Linked DNA regions of Mus musculus: region 1 is linked to region 2. A link is a contact called in public Hi-C data. All regions are on one chromosome and are shown on one strand. Each heading gives the region's core, a stretch centred on a gene start, on an enhancer-like site or on the middle of the called end of the contact. The rest is flanking DNA. Distances are from core to core; before and after follow the strand shown. Region 1 overlaps Foxn3 (forkhead box N3). Region 2 holds the start of 3300002A11Rik (RIKEN cDNA 3300002A11 gene).

Region 1 (7,339 bases), core at 1,800-4,299, 99 kb before region 2:
GCTGTGGCTGTCCTGGAACTTGCTTTGTACACCAGGTTGGCCTCGAACTCACAGAGATCAGCCCTTCTCTACCTCCCTAGTGCTGGTTTTTAAAGGCATATGCTACCATGCCCAGCCCTTTTTTGTTTCTAATGGCTTTATGACATCCGAGAAAGGGCATTTCACAAAAGGTTCTCTGAAGAAGATGAGGAAATGTGAAGTGTGAGATTCCTTTTTACTGTTTTAAGATAGGGTGTCGCTTAGCACTGGAACTTGATTTATGAACCTGGCTGGCTTTAAACTATGAGATCTACCTGCCTCTGCCTCCAGGGGACTGGGATTAATGGCACATGCCACCTTAGCCAGCAAGGATTTGTAAGTGGAAGGAGAAATAAGAAATAACTAGTAATAAATCTATGAGTCTGGGGTGTATGTAGCTGAGCGGTAGCACAGTGGAAGAGCATACAGAAGAACTCAGGGTTGACCCAAGGGCCTCTCCTCCCATTGATGCCCGACTAGGCCATCCTCTGCTACATATGCAGCTGGAGCCATGAGTCCCACCATGTGTACTCTTTGGTTGGTGATTTAGTCCCAGGGAGCTTTGGGGGTACTGGTTGGTTCATATTGTTCTTCCTCCTATGGGGCTGCAAACCCCTTCAACTCCTTGGGTCCTTTCTCTAGCTCTTCCATTGGGGACCCTGTGCTCTGTCCAATGGATGGCTGTGAGCATCCACTTCTGTATTTGTCAGGCACTGGCAGAGCTTCTCAGGAGACAGCTCTATCAGGTTCCCGTCAGCAAGCTCTTATTACTGCCCGATTTTCATTGCACTCTTTCTATGCTCGCCTACCTCACGTGCAGAAGGCTTGTTGTACCTGTCTTTCGCAGGACAAGCTAAAGTTTTTCCACTTGTGTCTCCTTTTAGCCTGAGAGATATTATAGGACACTGGGTATGTAAGTAAATTAAATTGGTACACAAAAAAATTAAATAGTTGCTGTTCATAAATCATAAAATTTATTTAAAAATAACTCCCTGGCTATAATGGGATTTTATCATCTATAGAGGGCAAAAGCAGTTTGCATACTAATTAGATGGATGTACTTATTTATTTTATATAACAAAGCAAATCTTAGAATTATTAAAAACTTTTATATAATGAATTAAGTCTTAGAATTATTGAAAATTCTCCCCTAATCCCAAGGTGAAACTCAATATTTTTCCTTGAAACTCAAGTCAGACATTCAAGTATCAATTTAGAAAGACAAACATTCCAACACCTTCCTCATCCAGGGGTGTACTGATTTGATGCTTAACATGTAAGGCAGTGGTGGTAGGGAAATAAGAAAGGCCTTTGATTCCTAGCTAAGCCATTATGTTTATGCAGTTATAGCATCTAGCAGTCTCAAATGAGCTGAGACCATGTTTATTGTTGCTGTGTTCTGTGACAGCATGTATGTATGATATGACAGTGTGTGAGATACAAACCCCCTGTGTTGTGTGTTCAGAACCAAGGCTACAGTGAAGTCCCAAGATGCCATGGGGTCAGGCAGTGCCAGGCATACCTTAAATTCACCTTTTACAGTGACCACATTTTTATCCCATCCCCAGTCACTTATACAAAAAAAAACCTGTGGCTCACAGTGTTCAATCTGGCAATGTCCTGTTTAAGCCTGTAGTGTAAGAATGACGAACAATGCAGTTACCCAGGCTAGGTGTGCAGCAGGCTGTACCATGCAGGTTAGTGTTGTAGCGTTGTACGTGTGTGCAGAAATGCCCCCTAATGACTTCATTACTGAGGTTAAAAAATGAGCCCCCGAGTTTGCAGTCTCGCTGCTGTGTGAAATCTGTATCTGCGGACCCTTGGCTCTCCTCTTGCTCCTATTTCTTGATGCTGCTTTGTCTCCTCCTCGTCTAGCCTCCTTTCGGTCTCAGATTGCCGTTTACTGGAGGCCCAAAGCCCAGGGCTTATCTTTATTAAAAGGAAGATTAGCAGGTATTAGAGGCATACCAGCAATTAAGACTTTCTTCCTGGCTTCAGGAGAGTGGAAAAGACGAGTGGGCATCTGTTCATAGCACTCTGGGTTAAGACTATGCATTCACATATTTATCTCGAGGGTGACATCTGGCTATCCCACCCCATGCAGTGACAGAGAGAGGCTATCCCCCTGATTGCCATGAGCAGTGTGATGATGCCTGCTGGCCTGCACTGTACCTGTCACCCTCGTGTGTCCTCATGTGTCACCGTGATTAATACACTCCATCTCCTGTAAATGCATTTGAAGGCCCTCCATGGATAATGGAATGTTAATCTGGGGTTGAGTCTGTTGGGCCCAGTCTCAGGACTATATTCAATGCTTGGAGTTCCACCAATGATAGCATCAGCATAGTAAGAGGATCTGGAGCCAGGGCTAGTGCGCCTCTGGTAGAGTGCTTGCCTAGTATGCAGGGTACCCTGTGTTCGGTCACTAGCACCACATAAACTAAGTGTGGTGATGCTCACCTGTAATCCCAGCACTTGGGAGGTAGAAACAGGAAGGTCGGGAGTTCAAGGCCCTCCATGACTTCATAGGAAGACATATACTGGCCTGGGCTACATGAGATCCAATCTCATATATAAATGAGATCCAATCTCATGCATACATGAGATCAATCTCATATATATATAAATTAATGGGATAGAACTGGAAATCAGAAGTCAGAGCAGGGATGTCTTCCTAGGACTCTGAAGAGCTATTTTAAGGTAGAATCCTTGGGTCTCTTCTGGAAAGATTGCTCAGTGGTTAAGAGCACTGGCTGCTCTTCCAGAGGGCCTGGTTGAGTTTTCAGCACCCACATGGCACCCTCACACAGACATCCATCCATGCAAAACACCAATTCATAAAATATAAATAAATCATATTATATATAAAAAAGTAGACTGCTGTTATAAGAGAGTGACCTTCAACAGGCCTGCTTAATATGACACATAGACCATAATGAGGAGGGAGGCCTTGGTGAAGGGCTGCCTCCCCAGATCCTGAGTCCAATGGCCTCTCAACAGTTGGACTTTCAACAGTCAGACCCTAGTACAAAATGTGTTTGCTTGGGAGATCAGCACTCTGATAGCAACAAGGGTAAACCCGTTTATCAGCTCGGCTCTATTTGTGCTAGAAAAGCTTAGGGAATTTAAAGCTTTTGACTGTAAACCTCACACACACACACACACACACACACACACACACACACACACTTCCCGTCTCCCAGTGTCACTATCTTCTGGTGACACATAATTTTCCAGGTGAACAGAGAAGCAGGGAACTGGTCCAAATAGCCACTGAAGGTCTGAATTACTCCCCAGTGGTTCGTTGAATCTGATGAATGGGACATGCTGTCTCCTTCCCAGTCTCTGATAAACTGGGGTGGAACTGAGCAGGACTCAGTTCAGTTGGAGGACCAGGTGGTCCTGGAGGGCCCTGTCGAAGCCCATTTTGGGTAAATAGGAAACACCCTGCAGCCCCCTTATTTAGAATGGGGAGTGGCCATGTCATGGGGAATGCAGTGCTTCATAGTGACTTCCAAGACCTGAAGAATTTTTTTTCTTTTTGAAGCTTGCTCTCTTATAGCCCATGCTGGCCCTGTACTCCCTGTGGAATGAGGGTGACTCTCTGATTCTCTGGACTCCTGGCATCACCACATACATTTTATGTGCTGGGGGTCGAACCTGGGTCTTCAGGCATGATAGGGAAGCATTCTGTCCTCAGTCCCAGGCTTAGCATTATCACATTATATAACATTATTCCCAATACGAATTAATAGAAGTACTACTACTCTTTATATTAATAACTGACTGATATGTATGAAAATTCATATAATGTATACACATGTGGAACTGTATATGCCTATGTAAACATGCATGCATCTATAAATAAATGTTATTTTTTTAATTCTGAGGTTATGTTATTTATTAATCCATGTCCAGCTTGCTCAGGATTTGGATATAGCTAAATTATCACCATCATAATTACGTTTTTTTTTTTTTCTGTATCATCTCTGTGTCTTTCTTAGTTCTACCTGGGATGTAGACTATGTGCTTAACTGAGCAAAAATGCCAACAAGCTGCTATTTATTTTATTAAACAGCTTGAGCAGAGATATTTGATCTGATTGCTGAAAATTGTTAGCTTATCACTGAACTTCCCTGATGGTTCTTATTATTCAATTTGTGTTGTCTACAATAATAATTATTACTATATAAAAGAACATGATGCTTTTATTTGTACAGTTCTTGCATTAATAATTTAACTGGCTATTATACCCAGTGTAATCTTGACATATGTCCAGATGTGTAGGGGTCGGCCTGGAGCATCTTCAGAAGGTGGAATGCAGGTGTGAATTGTAAGGTTAGAGTCAGGATGTGGGTAAAAAGGTTACTGGCCTCCACATCCAATTGCCTTCATGCTCCTCCCTCCCGTGTCGTTGTTTCTGAGTGGTTCAGCAATGATGACTCTCACCTGGTCATTTTAACCCCCTCAGGGAACCGATCACAGTATAGGTAGTTGGCTGACTAAAATGGCTGCCTTGTACTGACTGGTTTACAAGTGGAAATGGCTAAAACAACACACCTGACCCAGGCTGAAGGAACCAGTGGGTCAGTCAGTAGCCTGTGCATCCATGAGGCCTGTTCTGGAGACACGGTGAAGATTTTATCATTCATTCCTTAGCTGCTCCTTCCAGGTGCATCAGAACTGTATAAGGCACAGATATTTTTTTATTACCATGCTATAGGAAACCATAGTTTATTGTCCTTTTTAGTCTAGGTGAGTCCTACATGCTGTGTCTTAAACTTAGGTTTATACGCTAAGTAACTTGAAATACACCTTTTGAGGAATGAGATCACAGGACAGGTTTTGGAGGGTGGTGCAGCCTGACATTGGGGGTGTCAGCCCACTGTGGGGGGGTCAAAGACTGCATTTTCTTTTTCTTTTCTTTTTTTTTTTTTTTTTTTGGTTTTTCGAGACAGGGTTTCTCTGTATAGTCCTGGCTGTCCTGGAACTCACTTTGTAGACCAGGTTGGCCTCGAACTCAGAAATCCGCCTGCCTCTGCCTCCCAAGTGCTGGGATTAAAGGCGCGTGCCACCACGCCCGGCAAGACTGCATTTTCAAACTGTGGGTTGAATGGGGAAAACCAAGCAAATGGGAGAATGCTATTTGGTCAGCACAGTCTGACGTCTGGGAGAATGAGTGGATGATCTGTTGGTCAAGAGTGTCATGGAGGATCAGAGGTGATGGTCTACACTGTACCCAAGTTCTCGGGAGCGGGGAGGCAGGAGGAGCCTGAATTAAAGGCCAACCTGGGCAAGGGGGAACAGGAGAGTAAGGGAGTGAGAGGAGGGAGAGATGGAAAGAGGGACGGAAGGAGAGAGAGGGAGGGAGGGAAGGAAAGCCCCCATGGAGACAACTTTCAGCCTCAGAATTGGGGTTTGTGAGACTTATGCCCTTCACTCTCACGAGTGGACTTCACACCCTGAGCAGGTTGTGATGGCTGGACTCTCATCTGGATTGATGTCCTCGCTCAGCTCGGTAGTATAAGCCTCATAGGGCAGGTATTAGGAGTTTCATGATCTGCCTTTTGAAATGGATTTAACTATTCCTAATTAAAATTATACTCACACCTTTAATGAACAGCTAAATTCTTGGCACTGGAACCCTAGGGCTACATAGTCTCTATCCATGCTGTTGAGCATGTCACAGAGAATTTCTCATTTGAAAGACAGTCACTTCCTGACGGTCACATGGTGCACATGGCAATGCCCCAAATTCAGTAGTATAAAATAAGAAAGTTTTCTGTCTTGCACACTCTATTTATTTGCTGTGAATGGTCCATCAAGGACCATATTCCATGTTATTCTTGGTCTCATTTCTAGATCAAGACACCCTGGTTATTTTTCATTGTCAACTTGATAACAACCAAGAGTCATGTAGGAAGAGGGAGTCTTCAGAATTTGACCATATGAGTGGCCTGTGGCAAGTTGTGTGTGTGTGTCGGGGGGGAGGTATTGTCCTAACTGTTGATTGATATAAGAGGTCCCAGCCCACTGTGGGCGATGCCAACACTGGGGAGGCTGTCCTAGGTTGTATAAGAAAGCTCGATGAACGTGAACTGAGGAAACAAGTCAGCAAGCAGGGTTCTTCCATGCTTCTTGCCTCCAAGTTATTACCCTGAGTTCCTGCTTGACTATTCTATAAGATGTACTGTAACCTGTGACCTGGAAGTATATGATATAATAAACCCTCTACTCCTCAAATTACTTTTGGTCATGTATGATCATAGCCACAGAAAGCCAAAGCATGTGGGATGTTCCTATCACCTGTGATTCTTAAAGTTGGTCATCTGGGGATGGAGAGATGGTTCAGTGGTTAGGAGCACTGGCTGCCCTTCCAGAGGTGCTGAGTTCATTTCCCAGCAACCACATGGGGGCTCACAACCACACCTATAAAGAGATCTGATGTCTTCCCAGCATGTAGGTGTACATACAGACAGAGAATTCCTACATTAAAAAAAAAAAAAACACATAAATACTTTTTTAAGAAAGCTAGCTGGGCGTGGTGGTACACACCTTTAATCCCAGCACTTGGGAGGCAGAGGCAGAGGCAGGCAAATTTCTGAGTTCGAGGCCAGCCTGGTCTACAGAGTGAGTTCCAGGACAGCCAGGACTACACAGAGAAACCCTGTCTTGAAAAAACAAAAAGAAAGAAAGAAAGAAAGGAAGAAAGAAAGAAAGAAAGAAAGAAAGTTAGTCATCCAGTGACAGGTCACTTCTTCGCCCGTTTTATTTTTTTAATTTTTTATTATAGGTCAAGCCCTATACCCCTGAGGTATACCCCTTAGCAAGCCTTACCCCATTTCCTTTTGGAGTACCAAAGGTAGACACTACTGCCTTTGTTCACTGGGCAATACTCTCACCCGGAGCCTCACTCTCAGCCAGCTTCTGCCACAGATCTGAGTTCATGTTCATCCAAGGCCCTTGTTAGGTTGGCCTGATTAGGACCAGGTGTTTGAGTCTAGTTTCATGTTGTTGGCATAATGAGTTCTATCTGGCCTTTAGTTATATCTTTCAAGTCCCCAAAGGAATTTTGTCAACATAAAATGGTCTCCCTTTGCTAATTGAGCCAGTCGTCTGGAATGAGGCCTGGGGCTGGATTAGAAACATGGAAAGCCAAGCATGATGGTGCACGCCTTTAATCCCAGACTTGGGAGGCAGAGGCAGGTGGATCTCTGGGTTCGAGGCCAGCCTGGTCTACAGAGTGAGTTCCAGAACAGCCAGGGCTCTACAAAGCAACCCTGTCTTGTTTGTTGCACAGAGCAACAAACAAACAAAAACA
Region 2 (7,327 bases), core at 592-3,091:
AAACCCTACAGATATATCTTCAGCATAGATGCTCTGGGACCAGGGACCAGGTGACCGGCATGGTTCTGGGTATGGCCTTTGACCATGAATGACTTTGTAGGACTGCCCTGACCCCAGAACACTGGGAATGGTTCATTCTAGGTGTCCTGCTGCTGTTACACAGGCTTGAGAACTATTTACGAGTGCTGTGAACACACAAGGCTTGTAAGAACACTACTTGGTGACGTGATAACTGAAATGCAGACTAGGAAAATTCTTCAAAGATTTTTTTTTTTTGGAATGGCTTAGATTTAGTGGTCCTTCCATGTGATCTCCTTGTAATTTGCTGCCTCTCTGTGTTAGTTTAAAGGTTTTCATGTTTGCTTTTCTCAATGTTGGAAGACACCACCAGGCTTTGTAGAGGAGAGTGAGGGAAATTACAAAGGAAGCATGGGTGGGGTGGGACTAGGTCATTTAGCTTCTTTTCGTTCCAAATCCGTAAATATTTACTGTTGACCTTCTCAAATGGTTTGGGTACACTGACCCAGTTGAAAGCAGGGCAGGCGAGAGCAGCTGTTCCCCACCCCCACCCACTGTTAAAGCTGATCTCAGACCAATTGCCTCCAGCCAGCCCAAAAGTGGCCTTCAGGGAAAGCTGCCCCCTTCCCCCCAGGGAACAGTTTTAGCCAATTTACACTTTTAAAGTGTGACCTCTTCTAAAGATTCCTAGAGACAAGAGCAGATTGCTGTGAACTGAAGGACACCCCCCCCCCATAAAAATAAAAAATACTTTGAATTCTGGCTTAGGTTTGCTATTGTTGCCAGGTCTTTTGTTTCTGAGGGGAAGGTAATTATAAATTCCATTCCAAGCATAAATGTTCTTTTGTGAGCAAGGGGGACGGGATACCAAAAACAATGAGTGGATTACGTTTCCATTTTTGTAAGATCGTGCCAAGATAATGTGGTTTAAAACAGCTGGGGTTTTTAGAGCAGAGATGGAGCTTCGAAAGGTCTTCTCAGCGCCCATGAACGTCAGCCAAGTTAGAGACTTCTGGACGAGTCTGAATATTCCTCCAGATTCATACTGAGAAATAAGGGATTTTGGGTTGGGGGTAGTTCAGATTTGACAGTCATGTTATTGCATCAACATAATCTGGTAGCTACATGTTCATCTGACCTCATCTACTCGGGGCAAAGAGGAGCAGAGAGCATTTAATGGTGTCCTGTTGTCAGCCTGAGAAATCATTAGCAAATGAACAGGAAACTTTGGAGAATAACTACAATATAGCCCTGTATTTGCCTACCACAAAATTCTCTGTACTGTATTAATATGTTTTCATTTTAATTTTTCTTTGCAGAGTATTGGGAAAGGGTCATTGTGGTGCATCGACCCAGAGTATAGACAAAATCTAATTCAGGCTCTGAAAAAGACACCTTACCACCCACCTCCTACTCCTCAGGCTTATCAAAGGTAAGTGACTCGCACTATCGGGGGTTTTTGTTTTCTTAAAGTCTCCTGGAATTTTGTTATTTTAGCAGAGACAGTCTCTAAAACTAATTTAGTAGGCCGTATGAATGTTTTAAAAATAACTACAGACTAATGGGAAAAAGAATTAAGTCTGATGAGGAGGCACATCCATTGGCTATGCATTTCCTGGGAAGCTTACCGCTTCTGTAGCTCCGACTGAGCGGGTGTGGCTCCGGAAGGGCTCCTGGTAGGTAAATAGCGTCTTCCTGGGTAGAATCGGTTACAGAGGAAAGTGGACAGCTTTTCTATCTCTGCGGGTCACGCTTTGTTGGAATAAGAGCGGTGAGGCACACAGGTGATTCCACCTTCCCATGGCCTGCCTCTAGAGATGTGGAAAGAAGGCAGGCTCGGTTGTTGTCATCCGGTTTCCATGTCGACAGGCTCCTGAGTGATGGGTTTGTTGTGGTTACTAAGTGTTTGTCTTGAGAACCATGGCCACTTTCCCTCCTCACGTGTCTGGCTGTCATGAGACTGAGGTCATGAGTGCATTTTTACAAATATACAATGGGAGGGGTGTTAGGTAGATTGTCACAGTTTAAAAAGCATGTCAGTGCTAAGTTAGAAGAAAGGGCCTTACAGAACAAAGAGCCGGATTTCAACCTGTGGATGGAGTCTTAGCTCTTCACGGTGCTTGTCATCAGGCCCACTAAGAAAGTTTGAAAATTACTTTATTTAAGTGTACAGCTGTTTCACTTTCATTTATGTCTGTGTAGCATTTGAATGCTTGGTGACTGTGGAGGCCAGAAGAGGGCATTGCATCCCCTGGAACTGGAATTACAGGCGATTTGAGCCACTGTGTCAGTGCTAGGAATTGAACCTGGATCCTCTGGAGGAGCAGCCGGTGCTCTTAGATCACTAAACCATCTTTCCAGTCCCCTACCAAGAAGTTCTAGAAGGCATGTAGCAGCATTTCCTTTGTTAACTGGTTAAGAGAAACTGCCAGTGGAGTAGACATTTATGTTAATTGGGAATGGCCCGGTGTCAGAAGGCTGGGGAATTTTACAGTCCACTTGCAGATTTTTCTGTTCTGATGTTTATTCTGCAGGAGGGCACACAGAGTGAGCCTTCCAACGTGGCATTAATGAAGTTCTTGTGCGTTCCATCACAGACCCTAGACAATCAGTCTCCGGCAAGAGACGGGAGAAGCAGCTGGGCTCTATGAGAAGACTGCTGTATGTCTGCCTTTGCTAGGCGATTAGCGTGATGGTAGCCATAGTAACTGGAGTGTCTCCATAGTAACGCGTAGCTGAGACAGGTGCACTTGCATCACAAGGCTGTTTGTTGCCTGGCAAAAGGACAGGCCATTAGTACTTAGACATAAGCTGTTGCCTTAGAAACAAATAACCCTACATAGCAACTACAGTTGGTTCGCAAGGGTATTTTTGGGGGGCTGGGGGAAGGAAGGTTGTAGCTGCTTTTGTCTGTGTTCATAAAAATCAGTGGAAGCATACTTTATTTGAAATGACAACTCGAGGTCATATAGCTGTAGGAGGAAGAGATGGGATTTTCCAGAGCAGCCTAGCCTACATTGTAGGAATGTCCAGAAGGGGAGAGCCATATGCCTGCCTCTCTTCTTGTGATGGTAGCCATTCCTGAAATAGAAGCTGGGATTGGGGTTAGAGAGTTGCTTTTTTATGGGGTTGGTGGGGAGCCTGGCACTAATTATTGCAATACTGTCGATATTCAGTTTCCAAGCCCACCCCACTAGTTTCTCTAGTTTCTCCCTTAGAAGTATGTCACACCCGTTTGCTTCTAGCAAGTTAAAAATGTAAGTGTTATTCACTGGGTCGTGTCATTGGTTCATTTAGGCCAGTGCCTTGTTGCCAAATGTGACCCCCAGGGAAACACTGCAATTATTTAATAATTTGAAGGATTATAATAGAACTCTGGGGGTAGCAAGTAGAATACACACAGGCCAGAGGTATTGTGAGCTGGCTGTAACCTAATGACTTCTCTAGAGTCTTAGCACGGGCATGAAAATGCAGATGAACTAGGGCTTTTACAGTAAATGATTTCCAGATGACCACTTCAGATCCAGTTCTGTCCCTTGCAGTTAACCAGCTCCTTCCATATCAAGGTGCTTAGATGTCAAGTCCATCAGATCACTAGTGAGGCGATTCCAGCCCACATCTTCATGATTTGAATCCAGAGAGCACGGTGCTCTCTCCATGCCTTGGAAAGGGTTTGCTTGAGAAGCCAGCCTATGGTGTGAGAGCTCACACCGAAACTGGTGAAGAATTTCTCTGTACCAGGCCACTTGGTGATGTAATTCCAGGAGGCCGGAAGTGGAACAGCCAGCCATAAACAGATACCAAAATGCTGAGTTAACCTGATCTGGCCAGGTCTACTGTGACTCAAGGGGTCCTTGTCAGCCCCATGTGGAGCCACTGTGAAGGGCACCTGGGTAGTGTTTGGCTTCCACAGAGCTGGTGTTTGGCATGTGAGAGAAGACAGTGATTATACAAGAAGGGCAGCTAATGCTGTCCCTTGCAGGTGTGCTTGGCAGCAGCCCTGGCCTAAGCTGCAGGTGGCTGGAAGCTCTGTGAGGAAATCCAGGAGTCTGAAAACACTGCCCCAAACCTTGTTCCCATCCAAACAGAATGCTAAACATTGCAGTCTGTTGGCTTGCGCCTGTTTTCCAAGATTTTGTTAGAATGTTCCCCTACACCTGTTTTCTCTCTCTTTTTTTTGTCCTAAATACTGTTTTTAACTAAAATTCGAAGAGCCAGGTGAGTTAGCCATTGTATTAATTTACATAGGCCACCCTGACAAAGTGCCACAGCTGAGTGAGTCAGACAGCATCAGGAATTGCCTCTCACCCCATGAGCCCAAGGTGTTAGCAGGGTTGGTTTCTTCTGGGAGCTGTGGGAGAGGATCTGGCCCAGCCTCTCCCCCGTTCTAGTGGCTTGCTGGTTATCTGTGATATTCCTTGGCTTATATTTCACAGGACTGTCTCTACCTCCGTCTTAGGAGGAGGCTAAGCCTACCTGACTAAAAACTCTCCTTATTCCAGGGTGACTTTAACTTCTCCAATGACACACACTTGAAATACAGTCACATTGTGACATACTAGGGACCTAGGACTTCGGGGGGGGGGGATTTTAGGAAGTTGTAATTCAACCCTTAGCATTCTGGGGAAGCAGAAAGTCCAGGTGTGTTGACCATGCGGAATGGTAGAGGAGTTTCAGGACACCGGAGTCAACCTGAAATTGCCCCAATGAGCTAAGGGATGTCACTGCATTATAAACAACATACAAACCGAGTGTCTGTGAGCAGGAGCTGATGGAGACAGTTGAGGTCCATTTCTCATACACACAATCCCACATAAGTGGTGGAAACAGTTCTTCCCTAAGAACTTCTTGGAAAGAGTGGACTGTCGAGGAGGGGTCCTAAAGGATCGTCTTAGTCAGGGTCTCTATTGCTGTGAGGAAACACTGTGACCAAAAAGTAAGTCGGGGAGGAAAAGGTTTATTCAGCTTACACTTCCCAATTATAGAAGGAAATCAGGACAGGAACTCAAAGAGGGCAGGAACACGGAGGCAGGAGCGGATGCAGAGAACATGGAGGGGTGCTGCTTTTACTAGCTTGCTCATGGTGGCTAGCTCAGCCTGCTTTCTTATAAAACCCTGAACCAGCAGCCCAGAGATGGCACCACCCACAATGGGCTGGGCCCTCCTTCACTGATCACTAATTGAGAAAATGACTTACAGCTCTTCTTGGAGACATTTCCTTAACTGAGGATCCTGTCTCTCTGATGACTTTATATGTCAAGTTGACACGAAAAAACCAGGCTGTCCAATGATGTTTATTGTGAGCAAACTTGACAAATACTAGTTGTCAATCGAAGCGCCTCATCTGCGACTGGAGGGATGGCTCAGCCAGTGATGAAGAGCACAGGCTGCTCTTCCAGAGGACTCAGGTTCAATTCCCAGCATCCCCATGGCAGTTGTGTAGTCAGTCTCCTACCTCTGTGGAACCGATACCTCAGGTAAATACTAACTAAAGGATGACTTGGGTCTGCAGTTCCCATTCGTAGCCCTCTGGCTACTTTAGGAATGTGGCAGTTGGGTACCTACACCAGGTACCTACACCTTGGCAGGAGCACGTGTTAGCAGGGGGCCTGGCACCCCTCCCCCATTACCTAACTTCCTTCTAGTAGGCCCCTCCTCCATTATCTCCCAGCCACAAGCTATGGACTGACCCGTTAGTATGGGGGGGGGTCTTTGGAGTAGTGGGGGCATGTAAATTCCAAGCCAAAAGGTGGTCTTCCTGCTGAAACCCATAAGCTCGTCTTAACCATGGGGAAAAACTCAAAACAGTGGCTTTGTCCTCCATGAGGATTGTCTCCAAAACCCTGAACTGGCACTCCTCACAGCCGCTTAGGTCATCAGAAGCAAGGAATGTCTGAAAAACTTGTGCAGACTAGAGGAGGCTGGGAGACAGGGTGACTACACAGGAAACATGATCCTGGAACAGAAAGGGAGCCTTAGACAGAAAAAAAAAGTGCACATCAATAACTTGTGCATTCAGCTGAGAGTAATGTGCTCATGTTGACTCCTTAGTTGTGACATATGTGCCACAGTAATGTAGGCTGTACGGTGGAAACCCGAGCTGGGACATGGAAACTCCCCAGGTTGTAGCAGAAAACTCGCTCCCCAAACACAGAGCCACTGAAGTGCTGACCACCAGGACTTCTTCCTTCCTTCCACCCTTTGTAGGATATGCAGAGCCACAACAAGGGTGTCACGGTCATTTAGCAAGCACAGTTCTTGGCTCTTTCTCATTGTGAAGTGCTCAGCTGTGCTTTGTAGAGTCCCCACGGCTGAGTTCAGGGACTGAGGCCAAATCAGCTTGCATAAGGACTCTACACCTTTGCCAAGGCGGGGTGCAGGCACGGGCTTCAGGAAAGGGAGGGCTGTTATTTTTGGATGGATGTCTTGCCTTTTCTGCTGGAGAGCACGGTGGGCTGATTTAATAGTTAGTGTGTTTCCTATGACAGCCCTTCCTCGATGGGGCCTCTCTCAGGACAGGATAGGCATTCTTTTCATAGATGCTTCCAGAGTGCCTTCTTAATTACATTTATTTATTCGGTGTATATGTGTGCATTCACATATGGGGTCAGAGGACAACTTGTGGGAGTTCTTTTCTTCACCTGGTTCGCAGGAATTGAACTCCTGTCTTCAGGCATGGTGACAAAGTACCTTTCTTAATCTGCTGAGCCATCTTGTCAGCTTCCCATCAATTTGTAAATGAAATTTCCAGCTCACCCCCAACCTTTTCTATGTCTGATGGTTAAGTTAAAAGATAGCATCCTAGTGGGTGAACTAAGCTTGTGTCTCTTGGGGACCTTATGGGGTGGCATTTAAATGTTGAAATATTAAACTGATGTTCCAGAGAAGGTTGATGCTCTTACCCGTGTTTGTGACATCAGATGGTTGTAGCAAGTCTTCCGTGTGGCTCTGCTGCAGTGTTTTTATTGGTAGAGGCATCAGTCCAGCGTCAGTGTGCAGGAGAACACCGTGGTCCGCCTTCACAGATGAGGGCAGGTTGTGTGCTGCCCAGGCCGGGTGCTTTCTGGAGCTTCCTGCAGGACGGGTTTTTACAGAGTGGAAGCAGTGGTTTTTGAGCCAGGCTTAGTGAGTTCGGTAGGTTTTCTGGAATCCGTATATTTCAGCAGCTTGGGCTACTGTGGTCAGAGACTCAGATCAAGGGGCTCTTAGCTCCCCATCATGGTTCTCATGACTTCTTTAAATATTATTGCTCTGAGAATAATGGCACCTTGTCTCCTCATAACTTATTTTAATGCGGTGTTTAGAAAAC

What was found. A called contact is a pair of places that touch in the nucleus more often than the background predicts.
Region 1: a Hi-C map of liver shows a contact between it and region 2, with 2.3 times the contacts expected there. The contact joins the enhancer-like site here to the promoter of 3300002A11Rik in region 2. A contact is called at or near these places in 1 of 39 promoter capture datasets (liver), 2 of 484 Hi-C or Micro-C datasets (the G1E-ER4 cell line and liver), 2 of 115 datasets of contacts at active chromatin or transcription factors (both in embryonic stem cells) and 3 of 9 other capture datasets (adipose tissue, liver and pancreatic islet).

The regions. Positions count from the first base shown.
Region 1 is chr12:99,435,956-99,443,294 of GRCm38.p6, reverse strand. The region is part of intron 1 of Foxn3 (forkhead box N3); the gene reads left to right. Among named protein-coding and RNA genes, the nearest start is that of Foxn3, 10 kb to the left of the region's middle. Within about 2 kb of position 3,049, at least 9 of the 459 cell types and tissues checked have an H3K27ac peak or open chromatin away from gene starts, as enhancers often do. A contact at or near this core is called in liver, where this site is marked.
Region 2 is chr12:99,335,545-99,342,871 of GRCm38.p6, reverse strand. 3300002A11Rik (RIKEN cDNA 3300002A11 gene) reads right to left here and starts at 1,841. Exons shown (of 3, transcript NR_166805.1): 1 at 1,647-1,841. Foxn3 (forkhead box N3) reads left to right here. Exons shown (of 6, transcript NM_183186.2): 3 at 1,338-1,450. RefSeq lists an enhancer at 1,601-4,252.